2 separate regions of the Sus scrofa genome follow, and region 2 is linked to region 1. The links are chromatin contacts, called in public Hi-C maps. All regions are on one chromosome and are shown on one strand. The core of a region is the stretch at or near the end of the contact, and the rest is flanking DNA. Distances in the headings are between cores, read along the strand shown. Region 1 has its middle 19 kb from the start of CAPZB. Region 2 overlaps NBL1 (neuroblastoma suppressor of tumorigenicity 1).

Evidence for each region. A called contact is a pair of places that touch in the nucleus more often than the background predicts.
Region 2: a contact with region 1 is called in a Hi-C map of retroperitoneal adipose tissue, with 1.9 times the contacts expected there. The contact joins two enhancer-like sites. A contact is called at or near these places in 1 of 5 promoter capture datasets (liver), 7 of 47 Hi-C or Micro-C datasets (embryonic fibroblasts, mesenteric adipose tissue, retroperitoneal adipose tissue and 2 more) and 1 of 2 datasets of contacts at active chromatin or transcription factors (skeletal muscle).

Annotation. Positions count from the first base shown.
Region 1 is chr6:77,929,380-77,933,135 of Sscrofa11.1, forward strand. No RefSeq gene overlaps it. Among named protein-coding and RNA genes, the nearest start is that of CAPZB, 19 kb to the left of the region's middle. Within about 2 kb of position 2,407, at least 23 of the 83 cell types and tissues checked have an H3K27ac peak or open chromatin away from gene starts, as enhancers often do. A contact at or near this core is called in retroperitoneal adipose tissue, where this site is marked.
Region 2 is chr6:78,064,247-78,068,192 of Sscrofa11.1, forward strand. All of the region lies in intron 1 of NBL1 (neuroblastoma suppressor of tumorigenicity 1), which reads left to right. Among named protein-coding and RNA genes, the nearest start is that of HTR6, 11 kb to the right of the region's middle. Within about 2 kb of position 1,380, at least 16 of the 83 cell types and tissues checked have an H3K27ac peak or open chromatin away from gene starts, as enhancers often do. A contact at or near this core is called in retroperitoneal adipose tissue, where this site is marked.

The DNA of each region.
Region 1 (3,756 bases), core at 1,157-3,656:
GCTCATTACAGAAAAATCGTAGATTCAACACCAAAAACAGAAAAATACCCAAGGTGGAATTCCCTGGGTGGCCTAGTGCTTAAGAATCTAGCATTGTCCCTGCTGTGGTGTGGGTTTGATCCCTGGCCTGGGAACTTCTGCATGTCATGGGTGTGGCCAAAAAATGTGTGTGCTATATGATCCCATTTTTGTAAAACATGTAGGTATATGGAAAGAAAAATGATTCGAAAGATAGGTTCTAAAAAGGGAACTCCTGCACACACATTTTTAAAAATTTTATTGAAGTATAGTTGATTTACAGTATTGTGTTAATTTCTGCTGTATATCAAAGTGATTCAGTTGTGCGTATACACACACACACACAAACACACACACACACACTTTTTCATATTCTTTTCCATTATGGTTTATCACAGAATATTGACTATAGCTCCCTGTGCACACACATTTTTGTAACTTGCTTTTATCCTACCTAGAATACATCATGAATATTTTACAAATTGCTTCAAGCACAATTTGTAATGCTGGTTTAGTGTCCAATGTATGGCTAGATTGTGGTTTTTTTTTTTTTTTTTTTTTGTCTTTTGTCTTTTTAGAGCCACACCTGTGGCATGTGGAGGTTCCCAGGCTAGGGGTCAAATTGGAGCTACAGCTGCCACTCTACGCCCCAGCCGCAGCAATGCCAGATCCTTCACCAACCCAATGAGGCCAGGGACTGAACCTGCAGCCTCATGGATGCTAGTCAGATGCATTTCCACTGAGCCACAACGGGAACTCCCTGACTGTGATTTTTTTGAAAGCCATCTCCTCATGTTGTACAGTTTGGTTATTCCCATTTTTCCAGCATTGCATGGTCCAAGCAATGAGCATCTTTGTACCTAATCCTCTGCTCACATCCCTAACTAGTTTCTTCAAACCCACAAGCAAAATTTAGCATCACAGGAAGAGCATATTTTCAAGGCTTTTCTTTCCCACTGCCAAGTTTTCAATTAGAAAAGTCGTGCAAATTCACACTGCCACCAGCGGTGTATGAGAATTCCATAATATAATAAAGGCACTTGGCCAAGATGAGGATTATGAAAAAAATAAATAATCAAGAAGATAAGTATTTGCTAAAGGCTCTCCCCACGCCAGCTGTGTTTATTTGTTGAACTCTATAACCATGTTCCTTGGACCAAACACTGAAGGTTCTTTAGATTTTTCGTTTATTTAGTGCCTCTTTCAACACTCTGAAACGTTGACCCAAGTTTTATCCAAAGGAAAGGAGATTCTGGTAAATACAGTTTCCCCTTTGGAAACTCAGGCCCAAGCACTTCCATCCCCTCGTCCCAGCATGGACCACCTCTGTGGTTTTAACCGCTGGGGAATCCGTCAGAAATTGCTGCTGCCGACTTGGAGCTGAAAACGTTAAGTGCTTAGAAGAAATGAAAGAGCTGCTCTGGGGTGAAAAAGTCATGTTTCAAGGTCCGAAGGAAAACCAAGCACAAACCCAAGAGGTTGCAGTTTTATTTGACCCGCTCTGATAATATCACCATGGTGATGCTCTCCCTAGACGGTTGCAAAACAGCGAGATGAAAAAGAACCACCGAGTTCCACACAGGCGATCTGGAGTTATTTTAGGGATCGAGGCGATGTCATCTGGGGTAAATATGGAATGCAAAGTCTGTTCTTTTAATAATCATCCCCTTCTTTTGTGAGTCGGAACAAAGGCCTGGCAAATCAGTCGCTGGTGCTGAAAGCAGCACTGACCCAGTGTCTTTGGGGCTCAGGAGAAAGCGCAGCCAAAAGAATAGAAATCATGGTTAATAACAGATGCTGGAATCATTCTTCTCACACCCTTGGCCGCTGAGACTCTGCTGAACCTGATGTGGAGGCCAAGGGTGGAACAAGGGTGATGTGCGCGGGAAGGGTTGGCCTGGTTGAGAGGCCGGGCTGGGGACCCCAGGGAATTGAGCTCGGTTGTCTGCCCCTGACCTTGATTCCTGGGCCAGAGGAGGTGGGGCGGGAGCGAGCATCTTCAAGGCCACAGACTGTCTCTGGGGCATGACCATCTGCTGGAGATGACATCTGCCACTCCTAACCCCGTGCTCTTGCCTTTGAACCCCTGACTCAGCGAGCCCCAGTCCAAAAAGCAGAACTAGCTGTTTTTTGCATCCCAAAAAAAAAAAAAAAAAAAAAAAAAAAGGCTGGCAGTACACGTGCTGAACTCCTTCCTGACCCTGAAACTCTCACTCTTTGCACGTAACCCCTTGCTCTTTCTGATTCTCTTTGCTCCTTTCTCTTCTAGAATGCTAAATTTCCAGCTCCATCGTCATCTCTAGGGAAGATCTTTAAAGGAAAGGGTTGTTCTGCAGCCGCAAGGCCAGAATAGTGCCTGACACACAGAGGCTTCTCTGTAAGTGTCAGCTGATAGGAACCGAATCCAAACCCCGTGCCTACCCTGACAAGGATGTTTCTCCAGCAGGTCTGAGATGGTGGCTGTTTGCTTATTCACTCATTCTTGTTCAACCAATATTTACCCAGCACCTACTGGGAATCAGAACTTCTTCGTCTTTTTTTTTTTTTTTTTCGTCGTCTTTTTAGGGCTGTACCCACGACACATGCAAGTTCCCAGACAAGGGGTTGAATCAGAGCTGTAGCGGGTGCCCCACACCACAACCACAGCAACTCAGGATCTGAGTCATGCCTGCAACCTACACCACAGGTCACAGCAATGCCAGATCCTTAACCCACTGAGCGAGGCCAGGGATCGAACCTGTGTCCCCAGGGACACTAGTTAGGTTCGTTACTGCTGAGCAACAACGGGAACTCCTGGGAACCAGAACTTCTGGGGGGACTGGGACTACAGCAATGAATGAGATGCCAAGGCTCTGTCCTTCTGCAGATGACATTCCTGTAAACCCTGAGATCTGAGTGGTGAACACAGCTGTCATAGAACTTTCTCTGTTGGACATAAAATCACACTCAATCCCCTTCCCTGTTTTATTTTTCTTCCCAGCATTTATCATCATAGGACACATTACACGCTTTTTTTTTTTTTTTGGCTGCGCTCGCATGCAGAAGTTCCTGGGTCAGGGGTTGAATCTGTGCCACAGAGCAACCAGAGCCACAGCAGTGACAATGCCAGCTCCTTAAACCATGGAGCCATGAGAGTACTCCTATATTTGTTTGTTTTTTTGATGTCACTCTTCCCACACAAAAATGTATGGTCTCTGAGGGTCATTTGTCCATATTGTTCATTGCTGAGTCCCCCCCACTACGCCTCGCACACAGTAGGTGTTCAACATATATATATCAAATCAGTTTGTTCAGTGTTCTTTGCAATCCTCTAGAAGGACTCTCTACCAAAAATCTTTGGGGAATGAGCTGAGAAGAACCCCACAGGGTCGTAACAACCGATTACAAGAGTCCAGGGCTTCGCAGTTTACAAAGCCCCGAGGGGCATGGGGTGAGCATGAGCCAGCAGCTTTCAGAGCCCTGGTTTCCTCCTCATAAAGTGGAAATAACAGCACCTGCCTTGGAGGAGCGGTGTGACCATTGGATAAGGTAATACACCCCACCTGGGACTTGGGGCTCCATGCCTGGGTTCGGAGCGCTACCTGATCCTTCTTACTGGAGCTTACTGGAGCTTACTGGGTCAGGGGTTGAATCTGTGCCACAGAGCAACCAGAAGCTTCCTGGAGCTTCTCCACTCCATGTAGACATTATTATTATTATCATAGCCATTACTATTATTATTATCCCTGTTTAACTGGC
Region 2 (3,946 bases), core at 130-2,629, 130 kb after region 1:
CTGACTACTGGAAGGCAGGGAGCAGTGTGCTGGGCTGAGACCCACAAGCCTGAGAACCTCCTGGCCTTGCCCTTGGAGTTCCCGCAAATCGGAGCTCTCTCCTCTCCCCTAACCGCATGCCCGAGTTTAACTGGAACTGAGCACCCCCCCTCCCCCACCCCCTCCAGCTGTCTGACTGCATCCGTCTGCCCCAAACAACTGGTTCCTCTTAACCCACCTCCCTCAACCTCCCTCCAGGCTCTGAAGTCCTGCGTGAGCCCCAGGTCCCCCTGCCCTCTCCTTCACTACCCTCTCCACCCTCCTAGAAGGTGCTTGATCACAAGTGTCCAACTGCAGGGAACTGCATGGTCCCGGGGAAGGGCACTGTGTGGCCTGACTTGCTGGGGGCCTGGGGACAGCCCCTCTGCAAAGCAAGGGGATTGGCTTGGGGAATGTCCTTCCTACTCTGGCATTCTGGGAGTCCCATGACTTGCTGTGTGACCTTTGGGGAGGAAGGGGTGAGAACCTTAGTGAGACTCTCAAGTCTCAGGAAGGAAGATCCGACTCTTGTATCAAAAAAAAAAAAAAAAAAAGAAAAAAACAAAAACAAAAAAAACAGGGATCAGGGGAGTTGCCGTTGTGGCGCAGCGGAAACGATTCTGATTAGGAACCATGAGGTTGTGGGTTCCATCCCTGGCCTTGCTCAGTGGGTTAAGGATCCGGCGTTGCCATGAGCTGTAGGTCACAGACGTGACTTGGATCTGGCATTGCTGTGGCTGAGGTGTAGGCTGGCAATGTAGCTCCAATTAGACCCCTAGCCTGGGAACCTCCACATGCCCCAGGGGTGCAGCCCTGAAAAGACAAAAGATAAAAAAAAAAAAAAAAAAAAAAAAAGATCAACTGAGCTGCTGCTTGAAAAAACAAAAGCCAAGCCAACAAAAAATAAAACGTGCTAGCAAAGAGCCAACCCCAGTTTGAAGTGGGGGCAGGGGATGTTCTTGGGGGCTGGGCCGGAGGGTGGGAAGCAGAGACCAGCCTGGCGTCCTCTCTGCGTCCTTGCTCCCGCACCTGACTTTGGTTCTGATGCCTGCCCACCCTTCCCAAGATCCCCCGGGGGGAAGAGAACTGGCCTGAGTTCAGGGTGCCTGCTGGGTGCTCGCGCTGCATCCTCCTGGTCGTTCTCAAGGGAAAGGCTCTGCTCCCCATTTTAGGGCTGAGGGAGGCGGGTACTTACTTCCAGAGGTCACACAGCTCCTGGGTGGGAGGCTGGAATTTGAACTTTGGAGGCTCCAGGGGCCACGCTTCTGCTGGAGCTCAGGGCTACTGGCCTGGGGAAGCTGGGTGTGACCCATCCCCTCCTCTGGAGTCCTGGCCAGGAGTGGGGGAGAAGCTGGGCCTGGTGCGTTGAGTTATAGCACCGCCTCTGCAGGCCCAGCTGACCTTCAGCCGTACCCTGTCGAGGGGGGTAGATAGGCGGGTGGCCTTCTGCCTCCGTTGATGACATTTCTCTTCAAGCTCTGCTATAATCCGACCCATAATAACCAGCCCTCACCCTTCAGGCCAGTGATGCCCCTGAAACACCATGATCGCATCTTCCACTAAACCGTCTTATTAACCGCAGCCCCCATCTCAGCTCTGCCCCCCTTTAGCCTGGTCCAGGCTCACAGCCTCAGTCCTAACCTCTCCTAATCCCAATCCCAGGACAGCCCCATGATCCCCTGTGCTTTCATTACAACCCCGGGCTCGACACCGAGTCCTAAGGAAACCTAACCTCACTCCGTGCTCCAGTCACCTTTCTGGGGAATCCTGGTGGGCTCAGGTCTAGGACAAAAGTCCCCGGACCTCTCTGAGGCCTGTAGGGAAGGCCCAGGGAGCTCTGGCCTTAGATGGGCCTCTGCCAGTGTGCTCTGGTCCAACCCTGACACCCAGGCTGATCCCCTCGGGACGGAAGAGGACCCAGGAGGTGAGGAGGCCTGCCGGATGCGAAGCGTGTTGAAAAATTAGGTTGCTGGTTAGGAACAAGTCCGTTCTATTTTCTTAGGATGTGGTTGAACTGAAAACATGGGCTTTGCTGTCGATCTTGTGAGTGAGACCGGAAACGTGTGGGTGAGAGCCTGGGTCAGGACACAGACTCCCTGGGGACGGGCTGACTGTCTGGACTCACCTCCCACTGCTCTCCCCGCCTCACCCCTCCCCGTTGGGCTGGGAGCAGGTCACCCAGGCATTGGGATCCAGTGGGATGAGACTTGTCTCTGCTTCTGGAGACGTCCCGCAGGGAGAAGGGGCAGGACCTGGGCAGAACTTGCCCGGTGGAGAGAGGGGAGCGCTATGGGGGTGGTCGCAGGTAGCCTACAGGGTTGAGCAAGATGCCCCCAACTCCTCCCCCTTCCCAATGCTGCCAAGCACCTGCTGCCTGCTGGGCTGAGGGTGGGATTGTTCTGAATGGCATGTCCGCCCCCAAGCCAGCCTGACTAGCACTGGCCTCAGTGGGGCCAGAGGGGCCATCCTTGGCCCTTGCTCCCAATTCGGCCCCACCTGGTCCTTCTGGGGGCTGTTCCCAGACACAGAATCCCAGGCTGACCAAGCTGGACCAGATTTCAAGCCTGGCCTGCATATCAGAACCACAGTGGAAGCTTGTCGAAAACAAACAACCCCCCCCAAAGGCAGAATCCCACCCCCACACTAGAAAGTTCACTCCACAAATCCCCAGGGAATTCCCAGGCTCTAACAAGTTTGGGAACCACTGTCCAGAGCACCTCACTCATTTTACAGGTCAGGGGACACGGAGGCCAGAGCATCCAGGGTCCCACAGCATGTGTGGATTCCTGACTCCTGGTCCAGTGCGTTTTCCCCGAAGTCCCCCAGAGGACCACCTTGTGAGCATTGCCCTCCTTTCAGAATCTCTTTGAAGCCTCCCTCCTCCACACTTTCTGCAGTGGCCGAGTGAGTCCTACAGAAGATGAGGCTGGGGGGCATTGGGAAGAGCCCCTCGGAGCCAATCCTTGACACACACTCTGCCCTGCAGCGCCATCTCCTGGCAGATTTTGGTATTGCCTCAGTGCCTTGCTCTATTCGATTCACAGAGGCTCAAGCCCTTGGCTTGGCTTGCCTCCTCTTTGACTCGGGTTAGGACAGAGCTGGAGACAATGATGTGTGTGGCGTCTCAGGGCCTGGGGCTCTGTTGGGGCATCCAAAAGAAACATACAGTCTATTTCAGGGTTAATTGTTTTCACCTGAGCTTCAGCCAGCCAAGGGGGCACAAGAATTCACAGTGACACGGGGATGGAAGTGAGCTTTCCTGGCGCTAGAATACTGACAGCTATGACAGCACGTCCGGGAGACATCCTGGCTGCCCAGCCCCGCGAGGACCCGCGCTGCCCAGAGTATCCACAGCATCCCAGTGAGGAGGGAGCTCATGATTGTTCACTTCTGGACGGGTCTGGAAACCCTGTCTGGTTCTGGACTTGCGGCACTCCATGACCACACTCAGCAGCACCATCCCCCTTTATAATGTTTATTTTTTACTTTTTTCTTTTCTAGGCCGCCCCTGTGGCATAAGGAAGTTCCCAGGCCGGGGGCAAATTGGTGCTGCCGCCGCCGGCCTACACCACAGCCACAGCAATGCGGGATCCGAGCTGCACCTGCAACCACAGCTTGTGGCAAAGCCAGATCCTTAAGCCACTGAGCGAGGCCAGGGATCGAACCTGCATCCTCACGGACACTATGTTGGATTCTTATCCCACTGAGCCACATCAGGAACTCCCCTCCCCCTTTTAGATGCAGAAACTGAGGCACAGATGTCATAAGCAACTTGCTCAGAGCCACGTAGTAAGTTACAAAAATGATGGACCCGAATGGAGTGTGTGTTATCTGCTAGCCTCTCTGCTGAGGGCTTTTCATGAAATACCTTAGGTGATCTCCCTGATAGCCATCCGGTGCCTGTACTATTAGCAGCCCCATTTTTGAG